Linked DNA regions of Hordeum vulgare: region 1 is linked to region 2. Evidence: chromatin contacts called from public Hi-C data. All regions are on one chromosome and are shown on one strand. The core of a region is the stretch at or near the end of the contact, and the rest is flanking DNA. Distances in the headings are between cores, read along the strand shown.

Region 1 (7,239 bases), core at 4,231-6,730, 47 kb after region 2:
TTCTCTCATCTAATCACCCCTAAAAAGTCTTCACAATTGTGTCCAAACTTTGTTGTGGGGTGGCGGAAGGGGAGGTGGCCCGTGTCGACATGTGACTAGGTACACATGTATGCTTTTGTAGCTTTCGAGTGGTTCATGCAAGTTCACTAAGGATCAAAGTTGCTAAGTAAGATCATAAACAACGACCAAACTACAAAAACGATTGATTGATTACAAACTTATTTGATAGGAGTGTCCTTACCACAACTTTTTTATCTATCAGGATGACAAATGAAAATGAATACTACGAAAAATACTACAATCACCATCTCAAAATGCCCTGTGTTTTATTACAATCATTATTGTAGTTTTTAAAGATGGTGGTATTTAATGACAACAACAAATGCTAAAGTTTAGTGACATTCTAGTGTTTACAATAATTTGCATTGAAAATGAATCCCAAGTTTGGTCTTTGTAGTGTGGTCCTCGTTCACAACTCCAAAAATATGTTTATCTAATTTCATTTAGTTTGGCGTTAGATAGAGGCTAACTGTTTTGATACCAGTTTGGCATTGTCAACATTTGACAGAATCAGATGTTGTAAAAAATGGCAACTTTTTTTATAGATTCACAAGAATCAATTGGCAGCCAACCAATTGATAGCCAATTTTCTTATACTTACCAAAAGTTGGAATGCCAAATATTGGCATCAAACGAGTTAGACATGTAGATCCAAAAGTCTCAATAGCAAAGAACATGATTTCATTTTTTCTCATTGCCTTTTCCCACAAGTCAACTCTCATTGTTTGGAGGACCAATTTTCTAATTATTTTGTGTGTGTGTGTGTGTGTTTTATGTGTGGACTTCGATGATCTTAGGTTATATACAGATACACGTAAAGCCTACTCATCTTATAGTTATTTAAAAGATACCATTTGATAAATTGTCGTTCAAATTGGCGATGGCATGTAGCTTCCTTCTCTCTAAATCCATATTTTAGAGATTAGTAGTATAGTTTACCCGTATGGTAATAATAATTTAACATAAGATTTCATCTTGAACATCCAAAACATTTTATATTTAAGAACCGAGGTGGGAAGACATCTCATCAATTTGGTAGTGCCTTTGGCCTTGGTGTCGAGTACTTGCCGATGTGACTATCAAACGATCAATCTTCAAGAGCTGATTGAAACATTGTTTCATGTTTAGAGTGAAAACTAATGTTTCAACTTTTATTGATTGGGCGCGACGAACTTGCATCATTATCTTATCGAAGGCGTTATCTACTATTGTCGTACTAGTTTCGTTGACTGGTCTCGGTACGAGGATGAAAACCCCTGTCTAGGCCATATATGGTCGGATGTGAAGATGATGACGCATATTTTTTTGAAGGTATTTCTACGGAAGAAGTCGATTTAGTCGTAGTTGTTTATTTTATATCTGTTGAGGCACTGGTTACTTTTAGTCTACACTCTACTAAATAATTCATAAAAATGGATGTGTACATCGCTCGATGCATAGGTTGAAGATTATCCATATAAACATGTGGAATTATTTGGATTTTTTGAAACTTCAAAATACCATTTAAACACTATTTAGAATATAGGACCCCAATGCTTCGGTCCACCAAAGTGACTTTTTGTACTCCCTCCGTTTCTAAGTATAAGTCTTTCTAGAGATTTTAGTAGTAAACTATATATGGATGTATATAAACATATTTTAAAGTGTAGATTCAATTATTTTGCTTCGTACGTAGTCCTCTAGTAAAATCGCTTAAGAGATTTATATTTAGGAACGGAGGGAGTACTACTTTTACGATTTGGCATGTCAGAGTCGTGATGTTTTTACTACTTTTGTACAACTTTTACGATTTTATTTTTTGTACTACATATAGGACTCCAAAGTTTTGGATTAATTCTCTTTGGAGGAATAGATCCGCCTAGTGTCAATCACCAACTTAGTTCCTTCAACGTCAATTTTTGTATGCTGGCACAAGGAAGTTTCCGCGTACGTATATAACGCAGAACAATTTAGCAACGCGTGCAGTGGACATCAAAGTGGAGATGATGCCTTCCACAAGATACAAAACTCAGTACTTTTTTTTTTATCAATACAAAACTCAGTACTTGTCACCGTGGAAGATCAAAATGCCTTGTCATGAAATGATTAAATAGTGGAGGGCGCAGATGCGCGAGCATAAAAAGGGAAAAGGTATATGAAGTGCTGGAAAGTTTTGGGAGTACTGGATGTCCCGATAGGGCACCACCATGCGGACGTGGTTGCTTTGACAAATGAAGAAAAGACATGCTCACGCCAAGAGGATTGAAGCACTCCGGGCGCTCTAGAAATAGGCCATTGCTCCGTTTTACAAATAAAGCACTTGAGATGCTCCATTCCCATATATGAGTGATTACTTCTAAAAACAAATCATGAAATTAAAAAAAAAACACTAAAATTTTAAGATATTATTCCTGCGTGTTCAATCTACTTCCTGGTTAAGTTTCGTGGAAAAATATCAGCAAACGTATTCTCAAAAAAAAGGCTTTTTTTTAATTCGTGAACTTTGAAGGAAGGCGGTTGGTTCTTTCCGTGAACCTGTAAATTTATATTCCTGTGCAAGTGGTCTTCGAAGATTCTACCTTAAAGTATGCATAGGTTTTGGGAATTTCGAACTGTTTTTTATTTCTTTTTTCCAATCTTTTTTTAATCCATTTGTGGGTTCAATTTTCTTTTTTATTTTTATTTTTCCATTCTTTTTCGAATTCATGAATTCTATTTTTAATCTTTCCAGTTTTAGTGTACTGACATTTTTTACATGTCATGATGTTTTTTAAAATGATTGTGCAATCATTTATTTTAATTTTAAAACATTTAAGTGTTATGAATATATATTTAAAATGGCACATGTATTTTATTTTGTATGCCATGAGCATTCTTAGAAACTTCTACTAACAAGTTTGTACTTTTCATGAATATTATTTTTAAATACACATAACACTTACAAAAGTTGAACATCTAATATTATTAAACACGCATTGAGTATTTCTAATACATGTTGAACATTTTTCATATACACGTTGAAATTTTCTAAAATAAAATTTTAGCATTATTATAATCCATTCTTTAAAATTATATTTTCCACGAGACATTCCTAAAGCATATGCACTATTTTTTATAAGGAACGGGCATGATTTATATGACATTGTATTTTTAGAAAGTATCAAACATAGTTCACTTTTTTAAATTTCATGGACAATGGCATAAAATTCACTTTTTTGTGGAATGATACGAACATTTTTATAAATGCATGAACATTTATTAAATGTTATTTTTTTAAGATGGGTGGACAAATTTGTAAATAAATATTAGCATTTTTAATATATATTTTTTATATAATTTATAAAAAATATTAAGAATGAAAATAATTGAGAGGAAAATGTATGTAGATGCGTTAGATCCGGCCAGATGCATGCCTGACTCGTGGGATGGCCTAGCCCATCTAACTAGGCGTTGGAGATGAGGAGATCTTGTGTCTTGCAATAAACGAGATAAAAAGTTCAACTAGCCCCCCTATTGGAGGTGAGGATATCCTCTAGGCATCGCCATCGGAGCCCACATAAACCTGTCATCTCATTCGAACGAGAATCCTGTCAATTTTGAGTGTGCAGGGGTGCTAACATAGCGGATCTCGCAAAGTTAAGAGACGGGGCAGGAATAGAGGTAGGTATATGTGGAGCTCTTGCTTGTGTTTTTCAGTTTTATTTTTGGGGTTTTGCATGTTTTTTCTATGTTTTTGTGAGCTTTTTTTAAATTTATGTGTTTCTTCGCGTGAAACAGCCAGTGTGATTTTTTTCTTTTTCAATATTAAATTTCCAAAGACACGCTGACCTTTTTTTCATACATGTTGTACATTTTCTGTATACATGTGGAAGATTTATTGTTAGATGGTAAAGATCTTTCAAATACATAATGAATTATTATTTTTGAATATATGTTAAACATTTTTCAAGTATACGCTTACCAGCTTTTTGAATGGTATGAAACTGTTTTTAAAACTACGTGAATATTCTTCCTTACATTGAATATCATGTTTTAGAAATATAGCAAACATATTTTTGGACCACATGAATATTTATTTCAAATATCACGAACGTTGTTTTGAATGGTACTAATATTACGTGCTTTCTTACATTTTATAAACACTAGCAAAAGAGCCCGTGCGTTGCAATGGAAGCAAACCATACAACACGTCTTAACCTAATAATCATGACTTGAGATCTTTATTTAAACTTACTGCATAAATAGAATTTAAAGAATGTTAAATAAGTAAAATAACATCATATTTAGATTATACACATCACTATAGATTCAAATTACATTATAACTAGAAATTTAAAAATTAAATAGGTAAGATATATTAGATTTCGATTCAACACATTTTTTGAATGAAAGTTCATATGTAATAATTTAAAATTAGAGTTACAGTTTAGAAGATATAATTGTTTATAGTATTTGTTAATTATAATTGGACCACGGATTAATTAACAACATGGATCGGCCTCGTTATGAAAAATGGATTGTACGCTATTGATTAAAATTACAGCATAAATATTATTTAAAAATTATTAAATAAATAAAATTATATTATATTTAAATTGTGCGCATCACTATTGATTTAAACTACATTATAAACAGAATTTTAAAAAATTAATAGATAAACTAACATTATATTCAGATTTTACATATTTTTCTAATAAAATTTCATATATAATAATGTAAAATTGGAGTTACTGTTTAAAAGATATATTTTTTTAAAGTATTTTGCACTTATAATTTAACTACAGATTAATTAATTTAAAATTGTAGGAGTGTTTTCGAAAACATACGGAAAATGATTGGTTTTTTTTACTCAAGTATGTACTGCGGGTTTATTTTATGAAACTAAAGGAGGTTTCTACAAAAAATTCAGAAAACGATTCGTTCTCTCACTGTGTTATGTACTGCGGGTTGATTTCGAAAAAGCACATGGGGTTTCCTGTAAAAACGAAAAAAACGATTCATCTCTCACTTAAATCTGGACTGTGGGTTGATTTTGGGAAACTTCAAGTTTTTTTTTGCAAAACGACCATGACAGACGGAAGAAGCACTGCGTACTTTATTATTAGGGAGAGATTTGATAAATGTAATGGACAATTATTTGTACTACTTGAACATTTTTCCTATTTCATGAACATATTTTTGAAAGATACAAACATATCTTAAAAACTAGGTGAACATCATTTTTATATTGTAGTAACCTTTTATTAAAGATAGGGTCAATGATTTTTAAAACTTTAAGTAAAGTCATCAATTTTCTGTACAAACTTAAATCATTTCAGAATATAAACAAAAGTAAGAAATAAAAAAAACATGAAGAACAAAACACACAGCTTGGGACGCAAGTTTCATGATGATGGGTCTGGCCCACTTAGGCCTGCGCACGCCTGTCGACTCGCTACATGCAAAAGAAAGATTCACCACGGCGTACCGTCCGACTCCCACACAGGATGCTCTGCTCGGGACTGTGTCCGGTGAACCGGTGCAACTGGTGCTACCGGTGCACCAGACCACCGTTACATATTTTAAAATATTCGAAAAAATCCAACAAAAATTTAATGCATTGACACAACATTAATATACGCTGTCACAAAATTCAAAACAATATTCGAAACATCACTTGAGATAGAAAAATAACAAATTCGATACTAAATAATACATAACACAAGTTGGGCTCCAGGTTTGGCCCATTAGTACATTGATGCCGAATTTGTCATTTTTATATCTTGAGCAATGTTAATAATTTTGATTTGATTTTTTTGTGACAACATACAATGATGTTATGTAGATGCATTGATTTTTTTCGAAACTTTTCAAACATCTTAAAATGTGTAATGATGGTCTGGTGCACCGGTAGCACCAATTGCCCCGGTACACCAGATACATCCCCTGCTTTGATTGGACCGACCATGACAACAATATTGTAGCTGGATAAATTTGTCTTATATTTTTTGGTAGCGGACCGACTACAACAACTATTAGAATACTGTAGCTGGATAAATTTTGTAGCAGACCGACTACAATAGCTTTTCTTATATTTTTTTAAACTAGCATATGCATGTGCGTTGCAAAGGAATAATCGAATGTGTAAAATGTAAAAGTCAGGATGTATGGATAAAATAGAGTTAAAAAAACTTGCGAGAATTTTTGAGCCCAAAACTTTTGCCGGCATGTCTTCTAGTGTGGTGGTGCTCTCTGTAGTTTTTCTTATTCATCTATAATAAATAGTCTTCCATTTCAGTGAGGACATACACATGAGATGGTATTGGCAACTCCTTTTTTTACTGCGTTCTTCCTTCATCGAGTAGCTCAGCCAGTCAGCCTCTCGATCTTCCCAATCCAAGCTCGCCACAGCTTAAATAAAAACGACACAAATAAATAAGTACTCCCTCTATAAACTAAAATAAGACTGTTTAGATTATTAAAATAGTATTTTAAATGCTTTTCTATTAATTTACGGAAGAAGTATTTGCTAACTCCTATATCTGCAGATGTAGTAACTGAGCCAGGGACGGAGCCAGGAATTTGGTATAGGGGGGGGCGAGTTCCACAATTTAAAAGTGTGCAAAAGGCATAAGTCTGAACTCATGCTTTCACTGGTGTAAACACTACAAAAGTACTAGATTTTTTTAATTTTTTTCAATACAAAATGCTTCTCAAGTTAGCTATATAGAAAATTTTAGTGTATGGTACTAGAACTACGTGATTCCAAATCAAATAGTACTAGAACTTTTAGACAAAAAAAACTACGATTTGAATCTAAGGATAATTGTGACAGTGGACTTATCATATAGGAATATTATAGGATGTGGTACGTCGTCAGATCCCTGGTCGTTCTTGGTGGTGGTGCTTTCCCTAATCCTGTATATGTTGGGTGACCGTGATATGATAGATTGGGGATTGCAGGCCTCAAGCTTTGGACGTAAATAGCACATAAGCAACTCCTTTTCAGTGTTCTCTTCCTCTTCATATCCATACAAACATAACTAAACAATCAAGAAATTCCTAATTAACTTGTAATCCTTGTAGGATTTTAATGGTACAGCCGTAAAGATTTAAACGAAATAAAAAGAAAGAGATGAAGCAATAGAGTAAGGGTTAACCTGAACCTATGCAGTCATGCTAAACCTCAATCAGCCCTGATCTTTGCTTGGAGGCAGGGGA
Region 2 (7,107 bases), core at 3,306-5,805:
ATGTCTTCCAATGTAATACTTCTCCCAGCAAGATACAAAAATAAGGTGCGGTCCAAAACTATCCCTACTTGCACTTTATGCATCAATGCTAATCCAATTACTCGTCCCGAAAAAATGAAGTATTTCAGGTGCAGTGGATCAACAACAGATGCTGCAAAGCACAGATAAGTACCAAAAGTTAGAAGATATCCAATCAGCACCAGTTTGGTTTGCGCAGATAACTTGTCTCATCAATATTGAATGCATAAGAACCACATTTAAGTAGAAAAAAGACGGAAGATTGCTCATTTGCTCGAATAACTAGAATTAAGTATAGTTTGATGTGATGTTTATTTCAAAAAGGAAAATTGCACAATAAGCCCCTAACTGTTTCAGCTTGTCAATCAAGGCTCTTCCAACTTTCTGCCCAAAGAAAGAGAAAGCCTCCTCCAACTACCAATTTGTTGATTTGAGCCATGAACTGTCCAGTATCTGCAATTAAGCTCCCCAAAACTGATTGGTAATTACAGCATCCACTGTTTGTTTTTGCTCTAATTAAGCCACTGCTAAAGAATATCTAGTTAGACCCTTACAACTACTACGTCTTTTATATGGGCGTTATTTGAGCAAATGAGTATCTGAATTTTCAGAAGGTTTATTGGGGCTTCTGAATGTTATTAACTAAGTTTCCACAAAAAAACAGTAAATTAGCAGAAAAAGTGTAGAGGGCAGGCCTGGCGCAGTGGTGAAGTACTCCCCACTGGCGCAGTGGGTTCGAACCAGCCTCTCTGCATTGCGCTGTAACAGGGGTAAGACTAGGTTCCTATAATCCCTCCCCAAACCCCACCTTGTGTGGGAGCTTCTATGCACTGGGTCTGTCCTTTAGCAGAAAAAGTGTGAACACAAAGACCTAATATCGGTAGAAGAAATATCTCAAAAACATGTTTAAAGTTTGAGCAATAGTTAGCATTCAATATTAACAACTCTCTGTATTTGTGCTGCCAATTGTTAACCATGTAAGCAAAATGGCCAAGTCAGCTAAGCTAAAAGGGGTAGTTTATGGGTAAAAAAAAAAAAAACTGAACAAATCAGCCTGAGGAGCTCACATCAGCAGCATTAACTCCTTGATCACCCAGATGGAAATAGGTTGAAGGCATAAAGTGGTATTTTGCCTTTCTGAAAATAAATGTGCTACTATATGCCTACAGGGTAGACAGTTTGGTTGCTACTCCCTCTGTAAAGAAATATAAGACCGTCATTTCTTTACAGAGGGAGTACTAGGCTAACCAGATTATCAAATTTATATTTGTTCGAATGCAATGTGAAATTATCACTGTATTTAGGCAAAAGGGTAGTTAACTCACTACAAACGCTTTAGCATTCCTCTATATAAGAAGTTTGTAAATCATATGAAAAAATAGTTTTCAGAGACTTGGGACAGATCCGCAATAATTGATATGGTTAGTGTTATTTCACACAATTTCAAATGGATATCAACATGTAATAGAGTATTCCTAACAGAACCACTGGGAGCCACCGTGCAAGGTTCAAGCTGGAGAGCAGAATGTATAATCTGCCTCTTGGTACGATTTTTAATTGCAGCCTACTAATCAAAGCAAATAGGGTATGTGAATAAAAGGGATTATAGATTTTATCTCAAGTTTTAAACTTGTGCAGATAAAAATAAAGTTCAATCGACCATATTTTTCTTTAGACCAAGTATCTCTTCATTGCATATTAAAAAAGGCTACTTGTGAGCTATGAACAAGCCATTGTTTGGATTGCAAACAGAAACAAAGGGTAGCCACAACAAATTTACAAAAAAAAATGCCTACAGCCTAACCCCTATATGGACATCCTCACACCCAACATGCGTGCCGTATTCAGAATAACTTGTACCAGCACATACATATGATAACCAGAGTGTGTAACAGGCATAGACACACAAAAAGTTAGTGAAACATCTCCTTAGGCTTAATATACTCAACCAAGCAGATAAGTAAAGGCAAGACTACAATATCCCAGCTTTGGTTTTGTAGAGCATGTTAGATTGGTAACATTGTGCCTGCCAACTAGTACTATAAGTACACACTGTAACTAATAAAACAACCATCCTTTATTTGTGTGCAAATGAAAGTATAGCCCCATAAGCAGCCATATGATTTGCAGATCTTCAACAGTTAAATTCATTTCAAAATACTAAGTGGATGTTTCAACATACTGATCAAAACAAATGCATTTTGCAATCATTAGTTCTTTTAAATTGAGAAGAACGTGCCACTTGCAGAACATCCGACAATAGAGCAAACTACAATTTTTCTTTTGTTAGCTTATACTACTGGGCAATGAACCTACATTCATCAAAACCAGTTGCAGAGTCTGTATGTAGTGGGCAATCATATATATGAGAGTTTCAAGAAGAAACATGCACCGTGTCATAGAAGATTCAGATGAACCGATCCTATATATCCCACTAAGAAGATATGCAGTTATTTATTATACCACACATGTAGAAAAAAAAAACTGGGTCAGCAAGCGAGGTACACTCATCAGCTTATCCAATTCAGATTTCCGAGTTGTTCAGTCAAAATGCCGTACCAAATTACCAATATAAGTATAGAACTGGATATAAAGTGGTAAGTTAATACCGAGAGAACTTACTTCCATTCAAGTAGAACCTCCGCTGATCATTAGGACAAGGCAAGAAGAGTACTTGCTGTGGGCTGAACAGAGCTTGAGACACCATGCAGAACCACTCCCTCAGAACACCAGGACCAGTAGCCTCTTCATTCTTAAACTCCATAAACAGACCACTGTGAAGCTCGCTGGGTTTTGCCTGTGTGATGTACTCAAAGGACTCATCCAGTAAACGAGACCGGTCGATCAACATCTCATGCAGCTCCCCATAGTCATCCTTCCCCTCAGAAAACAACATTAAGACCAAATTCCTTCTTGCTTCGAAGCAGAGCAGATCCTTATGCTTCATGAGCCACTGGAGATGCTCGTTCCTCTTGGAACAGCGCACGAGCGCATTGAGAGGCGCATTGTGTGCCAGCAACACGAACCGCAGGTGGTGTGCAACATCCTCGAATATCCCTGAGATGAAATCCAGTTCTGTCAATATGGCAAGGATATGTAGTCGGGTGGCCCAGATGGGTTGATTTTCTATGACCCCCCTGGTGTCAGATGAGAAAGATGAAAGATCCATTTCCAACCTCTTGAGACACTCATCCACCCTTTTCAGCAGGTTCATGGACATTTCGTGCAACTCCCACACCCATGTGTCGGTACGCTTACACTCCCTGCTGTACATGTTCTTTGGCATTGGGCCGTCAGGCATCCAAAGGAGTACCTGCTGGCGCAAGACTTTGAAGAAGTTTGAGAGCTCCTCAAGGTCTGTCCTTGGCACCAACATGGTCTCTGATCCAAGTCCATTGAGGACCAATTCAACGATTTCTCTGGCAAACGGGAGGACCTGCTCGATGGCCTTGGTAGGCGATTTGGAGGCAGGGACCACCGGGAGTGGCACGCAGAGCACGGATGCAAGTGTGTACCGGCATGACTTGTAGAGGGAATCCTTATTGCCCGAGGTGAGCGCAAGCAGGCGGCAGAACTCGAGCAGCACGGGCGCGGTGACGAGCATGACATTAGGCGGCAGGGTGGCAGGGTCGGTGCTGAGGAAGCACCTGATGGCGCGCTCGGCGAAGGAGCGGGAGAAGGTGAAATCCGAGAGGTAGAGGCGAACGAGCGCGATGGCGGCGCCGGACTGGAGGAAGATGTCGAGGTACTCCTGGGCCTGGTGCTCGGTGCTGCCGGCGTCGCCCTTGGCCTTGCGATCGTTGCGGTTCTGCTGGTTGCCGGGGTCGCAGCAGGCGATGAACTCCTTGACGAGGTCGTCGAGGGAGTGGGCGGTGTCGGCGCCGGCGACCCCGGAGGCGGCGGTGGCGGCGATGTGGGAGGCGAGCTGCCAGGCCTTGGGGTGCGGGGTGGAGCGGAGGCGGGCGGCGAGGTGGAGGGTGGAGTCGGGCGCGAGGCCGAGGGAGGCGACGGTGGCCTCCGGCTGGAGCTGGCGGCCGGCGTAGAGGAGGCGCAGGTCGCGGCCGTAGCCGCAGTCGGCGAGGTGGGAGAGCACGGCGGCGACGGTGTCGTCCGCCGCCGCGTGTATCGCGATGGTCTTGGAGTCGGTGGCGCGCACGAAGAAGTGGAGGCGGCGGGGCGGGGGCGGGGGCGGCGCGTAGAAGGGGGAGGAGGAGGAGGAGGAGGAGGAGGAGGCGCCCGCCGCCGCGCCGCCGGCGGCGGAGGAGGAGGAGGCGGCGGAGTGGGCGGCGGTCATGACGGGCGCCTTGGAGGAGGCCGGGAGGGCATGATCGGGGGCTTCGCGGCGGCGCTTGGCGTGGCGGCGGTACATGCTTAGATCAGGACCATCGGAGGGCGGGGGGGAATCGGGGAGGGTTTTTCAGCGGAAATTGGGGGAAGGAGGACGACGCGGAGAGGGGAGGGGAATTGTGGGGGAGTGTATGATGATATGAGTAAACAACCCCTCTTCTCTTCCGTTCCGTTCCCTTCCCTTCTACTCTCCCCTGCTCTGTTGTTCGGGTCAGACCTCCTCTGCACCCGGTCCGCTTTGGTGATCGCCCTCGGCGTTTTCCCTTGGCCTTTTCCTTCTCCCTTTTCTCTTTCGTTTCATCCCTTCTTTCGACCTCTTTTGTCTCCAAATGACTCACGCTCCTGCATAAACCTACAACAAACCTAGCCACTAGCCATCGTTTGCGGCTAAAATTGTTACTCCCTTCGTCCGAAAATACCTGTTATAGAAATCAATGTATCCAGATGTGTTTTAATTTTACACGCATCAATTTTTATATATTTGTGTGGCAAGTATCGTCGGAAAATATTTGTCATAGAAATGAATTTATCTATATGTATTTTAGTTTTTAGATGCATTCATTTTTATACATTTATATGACAAGTAATTTTGACAGAGAAAGTATTACAGTCCTAAACCGGATCTATATAAAACATGTTTTAATGTGTCTATTCACTCGTTTCAATCCGTCTCAGTCTATAGTCCGTATTGATCAACAATATAATCAAAGGGAGTATACTAGTAAAGGGAATGGGTACCTTCACCTTACCTCATCGGCGTCCCTCTTACATTGGTCTTTTTCCTGCATTAACTCAATCAACTCAAACCAAATTTTACCAAAATCTAAACTAAATCAAAACGTTTCTTGCCTTTCTCTACTAGACCAAAATCAAACCAAATCTTATCAAAAGCTTAATTAAATCAAAGCTTTCCTTGCCTTCCCATGCCCAGACTCAAATCTTATACTGAAAATTTAGAATATGGTGGGCGTAAGGTACATATCAAGGGATAATTAATTACATGCCCTTAGTTGTGTCACACTCGGTAGGTTTGCTCCTAGTTTTGAAAAAACCTCGTTTTTGTCCAAACCACTTTTCTCATCATATGTTTTTACTCTTTCGTCACGGTTCCGTCCTAGTGTCGTTTGACCGTGTGTGGACTTTTTGTTGGACTATTTTGCCCCTGCTTCTTCACTTTTTTTCTCTCCCGTGAGTCAAACCCTAGTCCAGATGCCCTCCCCTTCTCTCTCAAATACTATCCCCTTCCTCGCGCACAGTGCTTCGCCATCACGGTTCGAGCAGGCCACGACGTGACCAACCACGTCGGCGTCCCAGTCGGTGGCCACGCCAGGGCGGTGGCACCATGGCCACGACGATAGGGCCGAAGGGGCGGAGGCTGACGAGAGGCTGCGGGGGCGGCCGGATCTGGCCGGCCGACGCCGGATCCGGGCAGAGGTAGGGGCGGCACGAGGTACGAGCCTCCCCACTGCGGGGATATTCTCGGGAGAGGCCAGCAGGGTTCCCGACGACGGCGGCACCACATATCTCGTTAGTGGGGGAGGCCACTGGAGGCTACAGCGGCGATGGTCGGAAGCTAGAGCACCAGCCCAGCCCTGCCTATGCTCCTTTCTCCCCTCCTTCCCTCTCCCTTTCTTTCTCGATTTCTCTCTGTTGATCTCACCCTCCCCTTTTCTCTTCCCCGGCAGGAGCAAGGGGCAACACCAAAGGCACCAGGCCGCCGCCCATTGAGGTCTATCTCTTGATCCAGATCCATGGGGGAGGACGATGGCGCTCCTCCCTCAGGCCTCCTTCCACGCCGCAACGGTGGTGGCCAAGGTCGAGCTCTGCTCCACCACGGTACGTGCATGCCATGGTATCCGACGCGATCTGCCATGGAATCATCACCAATGGCGCCAGTGAGCGCATACTCCTTCTATGTTGTGATGAGGTGGATTTGGTGAGCTCCGGCTAGCTCATCCTCCTTCTCTCCTTCGACGAGGTCGATTTGGTGAGCTCCGGCGAGCTCATCCTCCTTCTGTGTTGTAATGAGGTGGATTTGGTGAGCTCCAGCGAGCTCATCCTCCTTCTCTCCTCCAACGAGGTCGATTTGGTGAGCTCCAGCGAGCTCATCCTCGTACTACAAAGGGCATCCTCTAATCATTGACGTACTGCAATTTTTTAACACTTGACCAATGTAATTAGCTAGTATATTTAACTAGAAACTGTACTAATGTTTACTTATATTCGAGATAACGACCTTAAGTATCGATTGGTGTTACTGCTATTTTAATTAGTTTATGGTGTGTCAATTATTGCATGAAAAAGTTATGCAAAATTACTGTAATGTGTACAACATGGCATATTTGTTCAGTTATGGGCCCCACAAGTTGGAAGAAAGAGAGATGGTTTTGTCACTGATTGGTCCCACTTAGCAGTGTCCCTCAAGAGATTGAGGAAGCAGGGGCAAAATGGTCTACCAAAATGTCCACATATGGTCAACACACGGTCAAACGACATTAACTGGATGGAAACGTGATGGAAGGGGAAAACTATAAGAGAAGCAAATGGACTTGGACAAAACCGAGGGTTTTTGAAAACTAGGGGAAAAAGTGCCGAGTGGGACACAACTAGGGCTATAAAATAAATTTTCCCAAATATCAAATATGATTGGTGGCGAACCACTAGAATGTGTATGCCTTCGTTGCCACGCACAAGCAATTAGCTAGTTACTCAAATAGGAGGGGTTACAATGAGTTTGAGTAC

Evidence for each region. A called contact is a pair of places that touch in the nucleus more often than the background predicts.
Region 1: a Hi-C map of leaf shows a contact between it and region 2, with 2.0 times the contacts expected there. The contact joins the enhancer-like site here to the promoter of LOC123399336 in region 2. A contact is called at or near these places in 2 of 6 Hi-C or Micro-C datasets (both in leaf).

The regions. Positions count from the first base shown.
Region 1 is chr5H:476,302,646-476,309,884 of MorexV3_pseudomolecules_assembly, forward strand. No RefSeq gene overlaps it. Among protein-coding and RNA genes, the nearest start is that of LOC123395805, 16 kb to the right of the region's middle. Within about 2 kb of position 5,481, at least 2 of the 3 cell types and tissues checked have open chromatin away from gene starts, as enhancers often do. A contact at or near this core is called in leaf, where this site is marked.
Region 2 is chr5H:476,256,118-476,263,224 of MorexV3_pseudomolecules_assembly, forward strand. It overlaps LOC123399336 (E3 ubiquitin-protein ligase UPL5), which reads right to left and starts at 4,556. Exons shown (of 3, transcript XM_045093753.1): 1 at 2,641-4,556; 2 at 1-151. The coding sequence starts at 4,387.